Regions from separate parts of the Mus musculus genome. Here region 2 is linked to region 1. The links are chromatin contacts, called in public promoter capture Hi-C maps. All regions are on one chromosome and are shown on one strand. The core of a region is the stretch at or near the end of the contact, and the rest is flanking DNA. Distances in the headings are between cores, read along the strand shown.

Region 1 (6,360 bases), core at 1,245-3,744:
TTCCTCTTACGTTGTTCTCGTGGGAATTTGCAAGATCACTTTTGCTTGCAAGATGCATCTGCTGGCAGAAATTTTATGAGCATAGAGGATAAAGAGTTGTGTTTTGGCCGTCACTTCACCTATTGGCCCAGATCCTGTTTTCTCACCTTCCTTTCCTGTCTTTTCTGAGACAGAATCCTTCCTTCGCCCTGGCCTGGAATTTCCTATCAAAGATTTTTTTTTTTTTACTGCTATGTTTATGAAGGTTTGCTGTACGCATGGATACATGCGTGCCTGATGTCTAAGAGGTCAGAACAGCAGTTGTATCGGTGCTGGGAATTGAACCTGGGTGCTTAGCAAGAGCAATAAATGCTTGAAACTGTCGAGACATCTCTCGAGCCCCCAGCCTCCTTTTCCTCATCTTTAAAATGGAACCATTCTTAGCAGTGCCTGGCATTTATACGTGGCTTAGCAAATGCCAGATTTCCTGCCGCACCCGCATCCTCTCATCGTCCAGGGTATTTATCAAAGCATAGAGTGAGACTAGCCCCTTTTCAGAATGTTGAACCAGATACTAGGTGCTTCAAACCTCTGGGGGTGTACTTTGTTGTTAGAGTCAGCGTCTTGACCATGTATTCTAGGCAGGCCCCAACTCTCCAGCCTCCAGCCTCAGCCTCCCTACTGCTGCAATTACAGGGGTGCTATCTTTACAAACCTCTCAGCAGAAGCCACCCAAAAAGATTCACAATGAAGACCCAAATCTAGAGACTCTCACTTCTGAAGTGAGTCAGCCTCCAGAGACAAATGCTTGCTCTAGGTCCCAGTGCTTTAGAGTGGCTCGAAACCCGGAGCGAATGTTGTCTGTGCGTCCAAAGGACGCTTTGTGTCATGTGACATGTGAAGCAAAGGCAAGCTATATGGCAAGCAGCTGGAACTCCTGGCATCTCAAGAGCCTCCAGAGACGATTACAATAGGAGAGCCCAAAGGCTCTGAGGACAGGGAGACCATGTGAGGTTCCAGCAGCCTCGAGAAGAGGCAGAGACACGCTAGAGAGGCCCTGCATGTGTCATAAGGTCAAGGCTAGAGTGAGGCTGTCGTAGTATTGTGGACTCAAACCTGCAGACACTTCGGCAAGCAGGTACAATATTGGGAAACAGGGAAAGCCTTCATAAATACAAGGCCACAGACACGTCACGGCCCCCAGCATAGCCCCAGCCCCGGGAGCAGAGCCTCAGTGTATTGTGCACTCACCCTTCCCAGTTTACCTAGAGACCTGGTTCCCTCTGTTCTGTGGGACAGACTCCTAGGCTGGTGTGCATCTTCTGCAGGACGGTAGTTCTGAGCTTACCACGTACTTCCTCAAGAGGAAATGCAGTGGAGCTACCTAGAATACACCAAACAGATGACAAATGGAATGTTCCAGGAATGTCTCCAGCTTCCTTGCCCCTCTGCTGTCCCTCTTAGCAGTATAATCTGCAGCCTATCTGGCTACTTCATCCTCGATTTCCAAGTCCCCTTAAGGGTTTCACATCAAAGGTGGCTTTGTGATGGGTTTACTCTATATGCAGACAAGTGTCTTCAGACCTTTGCAGGAGGCCTTTTCTGATTCTTCCTGGTGCCCTTTATAGGTTTGTCCCCTATCTTATCATAGGTAAAATGTATATTTATCTATTTATATTGGCTTACTTGTTCTCTGTCCAACTAGAATGTAGCAATTGAGAAGAGAATCTCATTTCGTGGAGACATTGCCATGTCCGGCACCAAGCACAGTTCTCCCACATAATTCCATCTCTAAGAAGAACTCTAAAACACAAGCCTGCAACCCCAGCATGAGGCAGAAGCCGAAGAATCAGACAGCCAAGGTCATCCTCTGTATAGTGGGCTCTTGGACAGCTGAGTTGAGAGCATGTCTCGAACAAAACCCCTAAACAAACAAACAAACAAACAAACAAGCAGAATGCATGTCTCAAGGTTGGTGGTTCTCAAGCCCCTAGCTGCACCTTGTCCCTACATGCTTCAGGCCCCAGAACAGCAACAGTGCCGGAAACAAGATTGTACTGGCCCACAATTTGACGCATTCAGGCCTTTCGGTGTTATTTTTCTCCATATACCCCATAACAAAGATCATCTGGCTTGGGGTCAAATTCTGACTCAGCTACTTAGCAGTTGAGTTGAACTTCATCTCTCGCGGTTTCATTTTCGCTACGTGGTGAGGACACAGGGGGACGGAAACAGCCTGGGAACAGGCGCGGGGCTCCACAGCCCTTCCCCCCCATTCTATTCTCCCGGAAGCGCACGGTCACCCCGGGGCCCTCGAGCCGAGCACCTGCACGCCTCCCCCGCGCTCGGGCTGGGCGGGGCTTGCAGGTTGCCCCGCCCTCATGCTCGCTCACTGAAGACTCGGGCAAAGCCCTTCCCGCCCGGCTCCTGCGACCCCGAGCGGGCGTCAGCGGCACCGTTTGCGGCTGCGCCTACACCTGCGCCTGCGCACTAGCGCCCGGAGAAAAACTCAAGGGGGGGTGAAGAAGGGGCCGGCCTTCGAGCGACAGCGACGCAAGATGGCAGCCACCACAGGCTCGGGTGAGCGGGGGCGCCGGGCGTGCTGGCGGACGGGGCGCGGGCTCCCTGGGCTTGGTCCCGGTCTAGCGGAGGCCATGGTGGCCGGGACAGGGCTCCGCGCTGTCCCTGCGGCTGCGTTTGGCTGCTCGGCCGGGCCTGGGACCATCAGGCGGCGGCCGGAAGCCCGGGCGGGGGCAGCCGGGCCGTGGGCGGTGCGGCCAAGCCGGAGGCTCGGGCGCCTCCGGGGGGCGGGGGGTGGGGGAGAGGCCGGCAGAGGGGCCGAGTGTGCTCGGGAATGCCCGGGCGAGGTCCCGCTGGGAGCTGGCCCGGGCGACTGGGAGCCGGGAATGCCCGGCGGGGGTACGCGGGCGCAACCCTAGGGAACACGCACGGAGCCTCGCGGGCCGCAGGCGAGGCCGCCGGGGCCCCGCGTCAATTTAGGGTCGGGGCTGCTCTCATCGTGGTGGTCGCTTCCCAGGGAAATCCGGGCACCTGCACGGGCTGAGCCCGGGCGTTCTGCCGTGGGAGCAGGCCTGGGTTGCAGAGACCAGGGATAGGTTTCAGAAGGCGCGCTGGGAGCCGAGCGCCGCGTTGGATGGGCACGAGCAGGTGCCTAGGAAGCCCTGGTGTGTGTGTCGGGGGGTGGGGTGGGGTCTGTTGGGGCGTGTCGCCATTGGGAAGGCTCCTGCAGTGGGGAGAATGGGATGGGGTGCAGTCCCGCAGATGCTGCTTTTAGAGAAGAAAAACCTCTTCCTGCGGGGAGCGGATGGAGGAAGTGCCTGTCACTCCTAATCCTTCTGCGAATTGGGGGAAAATATGTGGGTTCAACTCAGAAACTCTCCATTATCTGGATGGGTAGGAGAGGAGCAGTGAAATGAGAGCCCTTGGATCAAATGGAAGGGATAGCAAGAGGGTAAAGGGGATGCTCTTAGGGGAGAAGCTCTTGTCGGTCTCTGATGGGCTAAGAAGAGAAGGCCAGATGGGGAGACCCGAAGGGTCTGCTGCCTTAGAACCGGCAACCTGTACTTGATTATGAGCCATGGACTCTGGCAGGCTAGAGAAGGTGGAGTGGGTTTGGTGAAGGAGATCCCCCGGGGTCTGGGAAGGCATGGGAGTCTGCTTTTCCAATGAAGGATTCAGGAGAGAGTGGGTGCTCCCTTCTGGTGTGGGGCTATATCCTCGGGAGTCTGTTGGTGGAGGTGAGCAAGGGGTAAGGACAGGCCACCAGCCTAGGCACTGGTGTTTTGGGGCTGTGAGGCCACCAGAGGAGATGTTGTGGGGTGGGAAGCAGAGAGGTGCTGCCTGCAGTGACCCACCACACAGTGCCTGGTGTGTCCTGGAGAAGACTGCGGAGCCAAGTCAGTCCATTTCCTGACAAACACATGGCGGTGGGCACTTGGGAAGACCCAGTCTGCCACAGGCTGTACTGGGGTGGGATGCAGGGTATCTCGCAGAGAGGTGCCAGGCAGCCAGTACTGGGGTGGCCCTACCAGTCAGCACTGCTTGTCCTTGCTTTAGGACATCTCAGGATCCGGTTTGACAGCCACTTCTAACTTCTGAGGCCCTGCCCGTGCCTCAGGAGTGCAGATAGAAACAGCAGCTCAGCAGCAGCTGCTGTGTACAGAATCCAGAAGAGTTTGGGCTGGGTGAGGCTCAGTGCTAGAGTGATCTGACCAGCAAGTCGGAGGCCCTGGATTCCATCCCTAGCTCCATGAAAAGAAGGAAGCGCACATAGCACAGCTTAGATAGCATAGGAAGGCTTTAGGGAACCCAGAAACAGGCGTTCCTCAGCGCCTGTCTAGTCCACAGATGGTTCCTGGGGCCTCTTGTGTCCTGTTACTAGTAGCAGACAAGGTAGACAGAGCACTGTCTTTAGGTTTCATTCAAACCAGACAGAAGGCCATTCAGGATGGAAATAAAGTGACTCCAAAAAGCAGGAAGTGCTCTGAAGAAAATTGTGTGCTGTGATGAGCGAGTCTGATGAGGAGGGGGCAGGCTTCTCTCAGGGCCAACCCTGGAACTGAGACCAGTGGTGGGAAGAGCAAGGCCTGTGGCCGTGGGAAAGTACCATCGGTGCGGTGGGGACACTTGTGTTGAAAGATGAGATTAAAGGCCATGGGGCAGTAAGGTGGCCCAGCAGACAAAAGGCCCTTGGCGAGCCTTGGGACCTGAGCTTGATCTCCACATGGTTGGAGGAAAGAACGGCTTCCACAGTTGCCCGCCGCCCTCCACTTGTGCCCCTCCCGTAACAAAGGACCTTAGTAATGAGATGGAGAGAGAAGACTTTGGGCTTTACTAAGTGCAAGGGGGAGCCATGGAACAGATGCCTGCTATGAGCAGCATTGAGTGTTTGGTTGATGAATGAATGAATGCCTTGAAGAGAATGATGAATGGTGAGCTCTGACTTGAGCCCCAAGGCATCAGGAGACTGCAGTGGTGAGAGTGGAAGCAGGACCTTCGTTAAACTTGGTGCTTAGTCTCCTCTCCCTGCTACAACCTTCAGGTGTGCTCAGGCCTTGGGCCGCCTGTAGACTGAGCCTGGTCATTAATCTGTGCCCTGGTTACCAGGAAACCACTGTGTGGCCTTGGAGTCCTGTGACGCCCAGCTCAGGTGGTATGGTCACTGCTGCTGGCATCTTCCCACATTGTTCGCTGTTGTAATTTTGGCGCAGGTCTCAGAGAGGAGCTGAGATGAGCCCACTACAGCCACTCAAGATGTCTACAATTGAAGGGACGTCTCTCCTGTGTGTCCAGGACTGCAGGATGTCAGACAGTGGCCCTTGGCTGCCAGGTCGTTCCTCTCATCCAGCAGCCCACAACGCTGTGCTGCCCAGAGCTGACAATTAACCAGACACCAAGTGCCAGAGTGACAAGCCCTGGCAGGGTGCCACTGTAAATATACACGCAGGGGTGTGGCCTCATGCACACATTCAGCTTCTAGAAATGTCACCATCTGGGTGGTTGAGATTGGGTCTTTCCTTCCACTCAAGGGTGTTCCCCAGACAGCTGGGGATGGGAGATGAGAACTGAGGCCCTGTAATAGGCCCCAGTTCCCACAGGTCTTACTGTGAGCTATCTTGGGTCCCTTACAACCAAGAACCCTTTCTCCTTCATGGCCTGCTTTCTGGATAGCTACTTCTGAATGTGCTCAGCCTGAGAGCAGAAGCCAGGACCCACAGTGGGGCCAGCTTGGTGAGCGAGTGCAAGTAGGATTTCTTTGTTTTTGCTGTTATAAGATGGGATATTATGCAGCCCAGGCTGCTCTTGAACAGTGTGGAGTTGAGGATGCCTTTCGACTTGCCTCTGGTCCTCCTGCCTCCATCTCATAAGCGCTGGCATCATAGGGATGTGCTGCCTGACACCTACTGTTGTATCGAATTCCTGTCTGGCAGTGGTGGCACACACCTTTTATCCCAGCACTTGGGAGTCAGAGGCAGATCTCTGAATGCCAGAGATCAGGTCAGCCTGGTCTGCATATAGTTCCAGGACAGCCAGGACTGCAAAGGAAATCCTGTCTTGACAAACCAGAGAGTTGCCAAGTAAGGAATGCAACAAGGTGGCTCACTGGTTAAGAGCACTTGCTCTTCTAGAGGATCAGAGCTTTGTTCCCAGCATCCACACCTGGCTGCTCACACTCATAATCATACACACAGATGCATGCTCACACTCACATGTCATACACACATACATGCTCACACTCACAGTCATACAGATCCATGCTCACATTCATGTTATCACACAGATACATGCTCACATTCACAGTCATACACACAAATACATGCTCGTGCTCACATATCTTACAGACAGACACACACACACACA
Region 2 (6,379 bases), core at 2,602-5,101, 5.4 Mb before region 1:
CAAACCCAATCAACGCTTACCCATCTCCACTGTGCAGTCCTCCCTTCTCACCCGCATCACTGTGCCCCAGGGCTGGCAGAGACCCCCTTGCCAGAAGGCCCCGGGTCACCTATCCCCATGAGAGATTACCAGATGGGCCTGGAGGCTGGGAAAAGCTATTGCCATGGCTGAGACTTCACCAGACACAGTTACATGACGGACAAGCACAGGCTGTACAACCAACAGGGCCTATTCCACAAGCAGGCATTCCGCAAGCAGGTGAGGACTCGGGCAAGCACAAAGCTGGCTATTCTTTCAGCGTCTTTCTAAGCTGAGGGGTGGTCTTGACAGACAGAGGAGGCCCAGTGGTTTGGCCTACAGGTGGGCTGTGGGGTCTTCAGCATGTCAAAGGCCGAGGAAAATGTACAGCCAGGTGCCTGCAGGCTCTGAGCTGCCAGGGTTCCAGCTCCCACCAGGCCCTCAGCCAGGGCAGCCCCAGGCTGACTGACAAAACCAACCGCTGAGTCAGGCCAGCCGGGCAGGCCAGATTGTTTATAAAAACAAAGGGGGCTTGCCTGCTGACAGCTCAGCTCTGCCTCCCAGCTGGCCATTAATAGCAACTGGCCCAGGCAGCAAGGCCTGACCACACCACCCGGGCTCCCCAGAGCCTGGCAAGCTCAGGAGGTGGGATGTTCCTCAGAGGAACCCAAGGTTCACTGGCAATGTAGGCTGGCCAGTCCCTCGTGCCCACCTGTCTGTCCATATGTGACTACACTCCTTGGCAACCCAACCAACACTGTAAGGCCACTGTGTAATCAGTGTTAGATGACCAGCCCCCTAATCTAGTTACAAATCACTGTGGACCAATGTCAGATTCGCCCGAGTACCAGGGCTTCTGGAAACTTTCCAACCCCAAAGACAACATGTGTGGCTGTGAGTTCAAACCTCACTCCTAAGTCACTAGCTCTCTGAGGAGAGCCTTTCCCTGGAGACTAGAGCATGCTGTCCCCCATTTTCCAGGTAAGAAAAGGCAAGTTAAAGAGGGTCTAGTCAGAGTAACAGATTAGACCTGTGAACCCAGATCTGAGGGGTCACAGAGGCCAAGCACTAGTGTCCCTGAGGCAGTAACTATGCGTCTGAGCCAGTGGGAGGCCCTGTTCCAGTCCGTCTGTACATAGCTCAGCGCAGCCCAGCACCAGCCTGAAGCTCAGCCCCAGGAGAAGAGCGAGCAGGAGACGAGCGAGCTACTGGAGAGCAAGCACTCTCCTCACAGCCAGCAGGGAGAAGCTAATACGAAGTTTCCAAGGCTGGGATGTTCCCACACTCTGTCCAGGCAGCCATTACACATAGGAAACAGATCCCAGGGGAAATGCGATCTGGAACAATCTGTCACAGTAGCACCCCAAGAACTTCCCCAGGAGAACCCCATGGCAGGAAACACAGGCTGGGGCCTAAACCATAGTTCCCCATCGACAGCTCCTGCTCAACTCCCATCAGTCCCCAAGGATGACTGTGAAGAATCCTGGTGCCACCCTACGGGACAAGCACATTTAGAGACAGCAAGCAGCACCCTCTCCAGTCATCTGACCCACTGTGCTGGCCAAGTTCAGCTCCAGCCCCAACAGACACCCCACTCTACCCACCCCCCAACCTGGGACACAAAACCCAGCAGCCAGGATTTGACAAGATTGCCACTGCAGAAGGTAGGGTCCGTGTCAGAGTCCCCACCCACCGGCTCATTCACAGCTAGTCTACACTGAACAAACAGACCAAGTACCAGGGTCCAACTTTTGTGTCTCTTTAACTGTGCAAGTCCTTCCCTAAGTAGCTACCAGGCCTATCAGTCTTTTCAAGATAGAAGGAGGGGGATACAGAGCAAGTGACTCACACAAAAAGCCAACCAGTGGCAGTCACCTACTATGCCATTCACAAACATCAAACCTCAGCTGGTACAGACCCACAGTAGCTACCTTCGTGGCATCTGCCCACATCAGAGAGCACTCCAGGAAGAGCCCAGCCCACCAGGTCCAGCCTTAACATACACTTCAGAAGAGCTGCCCGCACTAGGTGTGTGCCAAACTCCCCAACTCGAGAGAGTTAGAAAAGCTGTCCCCACATTCATTCACTGCACAGGTGAGGAAGTGGATGCCCATGTGACACCTGGCTGAGGAGGTGTCGCATAACTGGGGGCAAGGTACACACCAGGCTCGAAGACATGTGCTCCCCTCTGGGTTAGAGAAATGCAGTGGGTCTTATCTCTCCCTCCACACCCCCAATACACAATCTAATTTCTGAAAACAGCCATTCCCCAGCCCTGAGAAGAGCTGAGAGGTCCACAGCTGTCCCACCTCAAGGCCTTCCTTCCCACCCACAGCCAGCTACAGCCACTCACCCGTAGGTGCGCTGGATCAAGGTGGGGTGTAGTTGCTGCACACCAACAGCAAAGCCTAAAACAAGAGAGCAGTTAGGAACAGCACACTGCATGGGTAAGGTCCCAGGGCCACACACAGGGAGGGCAAATAACACGCGCCACTCTCCTGGTCAAAGCACATTAAGTCCACAGGCTGTACCAGCTTTTCGGGATGATCCCCTGCCTGGTCGGCATCTGACTTCTTCCCTCCCCAAGAGTAGGAGACTTTGGAAAAAAAAAATCATTATCCCTGGGACCATAAACTGCCGAGAAAGAGGAGCAAGCTCCCAAGCCAGGGGTGGTTGCCCTGGGCTGCCTCTGCAGGCACATGATTGCTGGCTGCCACTCGGGGACAAAGGGGGAGCGGGGGCAGCGTTTTTCCATCAGACAGATACCAAAGCTGAATATAGAAACAAGGAGGGCTGGAAAGAAAACTCAAAGCTCTTACCCGTCTGTAAGCTCCTAGGCTTGGCACCCAGGTAGGCCAGGTTCACATTGGCCTTGCGACCATCGATGATAGGGTTAGGGTCTTTGCAAGCCCTATCAGCCGCTGCCCGATCTGCCATGGTCACCTGCAGGAACACAGAGGGTCAGGGGCTTTGGTGGCTGGCTGAGGAAAACAAGGCAGAGAAGGGAAGGGGGTTTTGCCCGGGCATCGGGCCATCTCTGGGTCTTTCCTCCCAGAAGAGTATCTGGTATTTAGGACCCTTGGGGCACTGTCTTCTCTGCCTCCAGGGCTGCAGCTCCTTCCCCAAAGTTCAAGTGCGGAGTGCCTTCAAGGACAGCGACAATCCCCTAGGAAGTGGAGTAAAGGGAACCTCAAGGGGAGTCCTCCCCACCCCCCCGCTGTCCAGGCCATCAGTAAGTACCGTTAACTTTCTCAGAGAATTAGTTTGGGGACACTAGAGTGGAAGGAAGTGGGAAACCGTCTTCAAGTCGCTGGCGCTAACAGCTTACGCTTCTTTGGGGCAGCTGGAAAGTGTGGGGGAAGGGCCGACGGCCCCGGGAAGCCCCGGAGTCCCGGCTGCGCGCGGCGGGTCTGGGAGGCGGTGGGGGAGGGGCGGCGGCAGGTGCGCGCGCCGCGGGCACTCACGAAGCCGTAGCCGCGGGACTTGCCGGTCTGGCGGTCGGTGATGACCACGGCCTCCTCGATGTCTCCGAAGCCCTCGAAGTACTTTCTGAGCGATGCGTCGGTGGTGTGGTAGGGCAGGCCGCCCACGAAGATCTTGGTGAACGTGGTGTCCTTCTGTGAGCCGTGCATGGCGCTGGGGGCGGCGGACGGCCGCGGAAACACACTCGGGGAGCACGCGGGCTGCAGCAGCATCGGGGCCGCCGCTACCGAGCCGGCCGGCGCATGCGGGGGTGTCCCAGGCCGAATCCGAGTTCCCCACGCTGTCCCGCGCCGCTTCTCCGTCCGCCGCGAAGCGTCTACTCCGCGCCCTGCGAGCTGCCGGCCGCCTTTGTAGCCGGCCACGCCCCGCGGTCACGCCCCTCTCGTTTAAGACACGCCTTTGGAAGCGGGGGCCGCCGGGAATTGTAGTTCTAAGTACGTCCCGCGTGCCAGGACGCGGGTCCGGCGAATGAGGTGACTTAGCCCCTAGGTGCTCGCCGGTATCAGCTTGTCTGTCTCGCGGGGCGCACGGTCCGGTATATTCCAAGCGTTGCTTGATTCAGTGGTTTACACCCGAGCGACTAGGGGTGCAAACGTACTTGTTAAAAGGTCCGAAAAAAAAAAAAAAAAAGGTCCGAAGGAGTGCCTCAGCTACTCATTCGCGAACCCTTGTGGTTTGATCTCCCCATCACAAAAACCTGGCTGGTGACACACACCTGTAAACCCAACACTCAAGAAAGAGAGTCAGTTCAAGGCCACCCTTGGCTATATACTAAGTTTGAGGCCAGCTGGACTAAATCATACCCTGTCTCCAAAAAATAAAAAATAAAAATAAAGGGCAAAGTGAATTTGCCATGTTTATAAAAATAATTCACACGCACACCATAATACATCACACGTACTTTGGCGGTCCTGTGGTGTCAGGGATTCTCTGCTGGGACTTCAACAATGGCATACCCCGGGACACTAGGTAGTCTGTGAAAATGAGGGCTAATCGATAGTGAATACACCTTTTACAGTCTTGTAGAAAGCTAAGAGCTTTCTACTTTCTACTTTCTACTGTGAGGAAGAACAAAGGCGGCTGGGCTCCCATGTCACTGACATGGGACCGCCTGTGGGGTCACCCTTAGCAGGAGAACAAGCAGAAGGCATGACATGGCCTGTGTAGAACGTGGGCCAAGGCTGGGACCATGATGCCAGTCTGCAGAACTCTTCCCCACCAGCGCAAATGCAAACGTGGGGCCCTTGTTAGAGACAGAAATTTCAAACAGCCGAGTGGAATACACCGGTGATCCTAATACTGAGGAGTTGGGAGGGTGGGAGGGTTCCGGGTCCATACCCTGCTACACAGAAAGTCAGAAGCTAGCCTGTATGATGGGAAACCATAAAATAGAAAGAAGAAAATGGGAATTTCAGCACAGAAGCAGGCACGATGCTTTAGCCTCCGGGCCAGGAAGCAGCCCTGATCCTGCGTCCCTCATGTCCCCATTCCTGGTTATCACACTGGGACCTGAAGACCTACAGCTTTTAGTGGGGCTAAAACTGGCCTGGCCCCACTGGTCAAGGCGGACAGTAAGGCAGGCAGCCTCTGGGCAGGTTCAGCCCCAGTCAGTCTAGTCCCCTTCACACAGAGCAGAACTCCGAGCCTGCTGGGGATACCCCTGCCCAGCGCCTCACTCTCTTGGCTTTACCTTCCTCGCTTCAAGTTTCCTTTGCTGTAAGGCTTGTTCTCCCCAGACCCTACCCAACCGGGGCTTCTTTCTGGTCTAAGGTCTTCTGCTGCTGACGGAGCTCTCTAGCAAGTGTTGCTCAAGGCGTAGCGTAGGGATTAGCAAGAGAGGCGTCTGTTGAGTGAATCCCTGGTGGAACGTAAAGAGGAGGGGGCTCCAGACCAAAGACCCCTTAAAGAAGCGCCTTTTGAAAACTCGTTGAAGTGTGTTTTGTTTTTGTTTTTGTTTTTTTTTTTTACTTATTCCTAAAGCGTCGAGACTTCCTGGCCCTGAAGTCTTGAGCCACCTCGATTCCTTCCTGGGGCCTCAGTTTCCCCAGTGTGGCATAGCGCAGCTGGTGGCAAAGACTGTTTTAGCTTCAGGGCTCCTCGCCTACAAGTCCCAGCACCGCCCCTGCCACCGCCCAGCCACGCCCCTCCGCTTCCCTAGGGCCCCGCCCCAAGAAGCTCGCTGGGCGGACGCTGCAGGCACGTGCTGGGCGGGAGGAGGGGGAGGGGACCTCCGAACATGCGAGAACGCGGCGCACGGGCGTGACCCCGGGGGGCTGGCTAAACCTGCGAGTTTGAAACTATGGCTGTGGGATGGCCGTCCCTGTTCGTAGCTTCCCCCTGACTCTTTGGGTTTTCCGTATCACCCACTTTTGCACCTGTCCAGGCTCTCCACCTCCCTCCCATGCGTGTGGATTCGCCTTGCTCTGAACACTTATGCCCTAACGGCCGCGACTCCGGGCCAGGGTTGCTATGAATGGGAAGCAATCACTCGCCAAGCTTTCATTCCCGAACCGTGCAGTTGCAGAAGTCTGCATAAAAAGCACGCCCGCTAGGCACAGTTGCCCAGGTGGGCACTTAGGAGGGGACAAAGAGGGCAAGAAAGCAAGCGCGGCCAGTGGGGAGAGGGAAGGGTGACTGCAAAAGGCCCAGAAGTGACAGCTGCAGTTACTAACGAATCCCCGCCTCCCTGCCACCTCTCACTCAGGGTCTCTTTATACAGCCCAGGCCAACCTCTAACTTCCTGTCCTCCTGCCTCAGCCTCCCACGTGCTGCTATTGCCCCCTGAGCTTGGCTCAGTGGTATTTCTTGAGTACTGGCAACTGCCTCTAGCATCACTAAACATGAACTTCATCTGGCCTTTGCGGTGCTGGCTCACTGA

What was found. Promoter capture Hi-C pulls out the DNA fragments that hold promoters and counts their contacts.
Region 2: a promoter capture Hi-C map of erythroid cells shows a contact between it and region 1, with 6 times the contacts expected there. The contact joins the promoter of Rbm38 here to the promoter of Ube2v1 in region 1.

Annotation. Positions count from the first base shown.
Region 1 is chr2:167,628,139-167,634,498 of GRCm38.p6, reverse strand. It overlaps Ube2v1 (ubiquitin-conjugating enzyme E2 variant 1), which reads left to right and starts at 2,494. Exons shown (of 4, transcript NM_023230.2): 1 at 2,494-2,559. The coding sequence starts at 2,538. Gm31852 (a long non-coding RNA gene) reads right to left here and starts at 2,025. Exons shown (of 3, transcript XR_375265.4): 1 at 1,666-2,025; 2 at 1,245-1,363.
Region 2 is chr2:173,019,374-173,025,752 of GRCm38.p6, reverse strand. It overlaps Rbm38 (RNA binding motif protein 38), which reads right to left and starts at 3,851. Exons shown (of 4, transcript NM_019547.2): 1 at 3,483-3,851; 2 at 2,838-2,961; 3 at 2,372-2,426. The coding sequence starts at 3,713.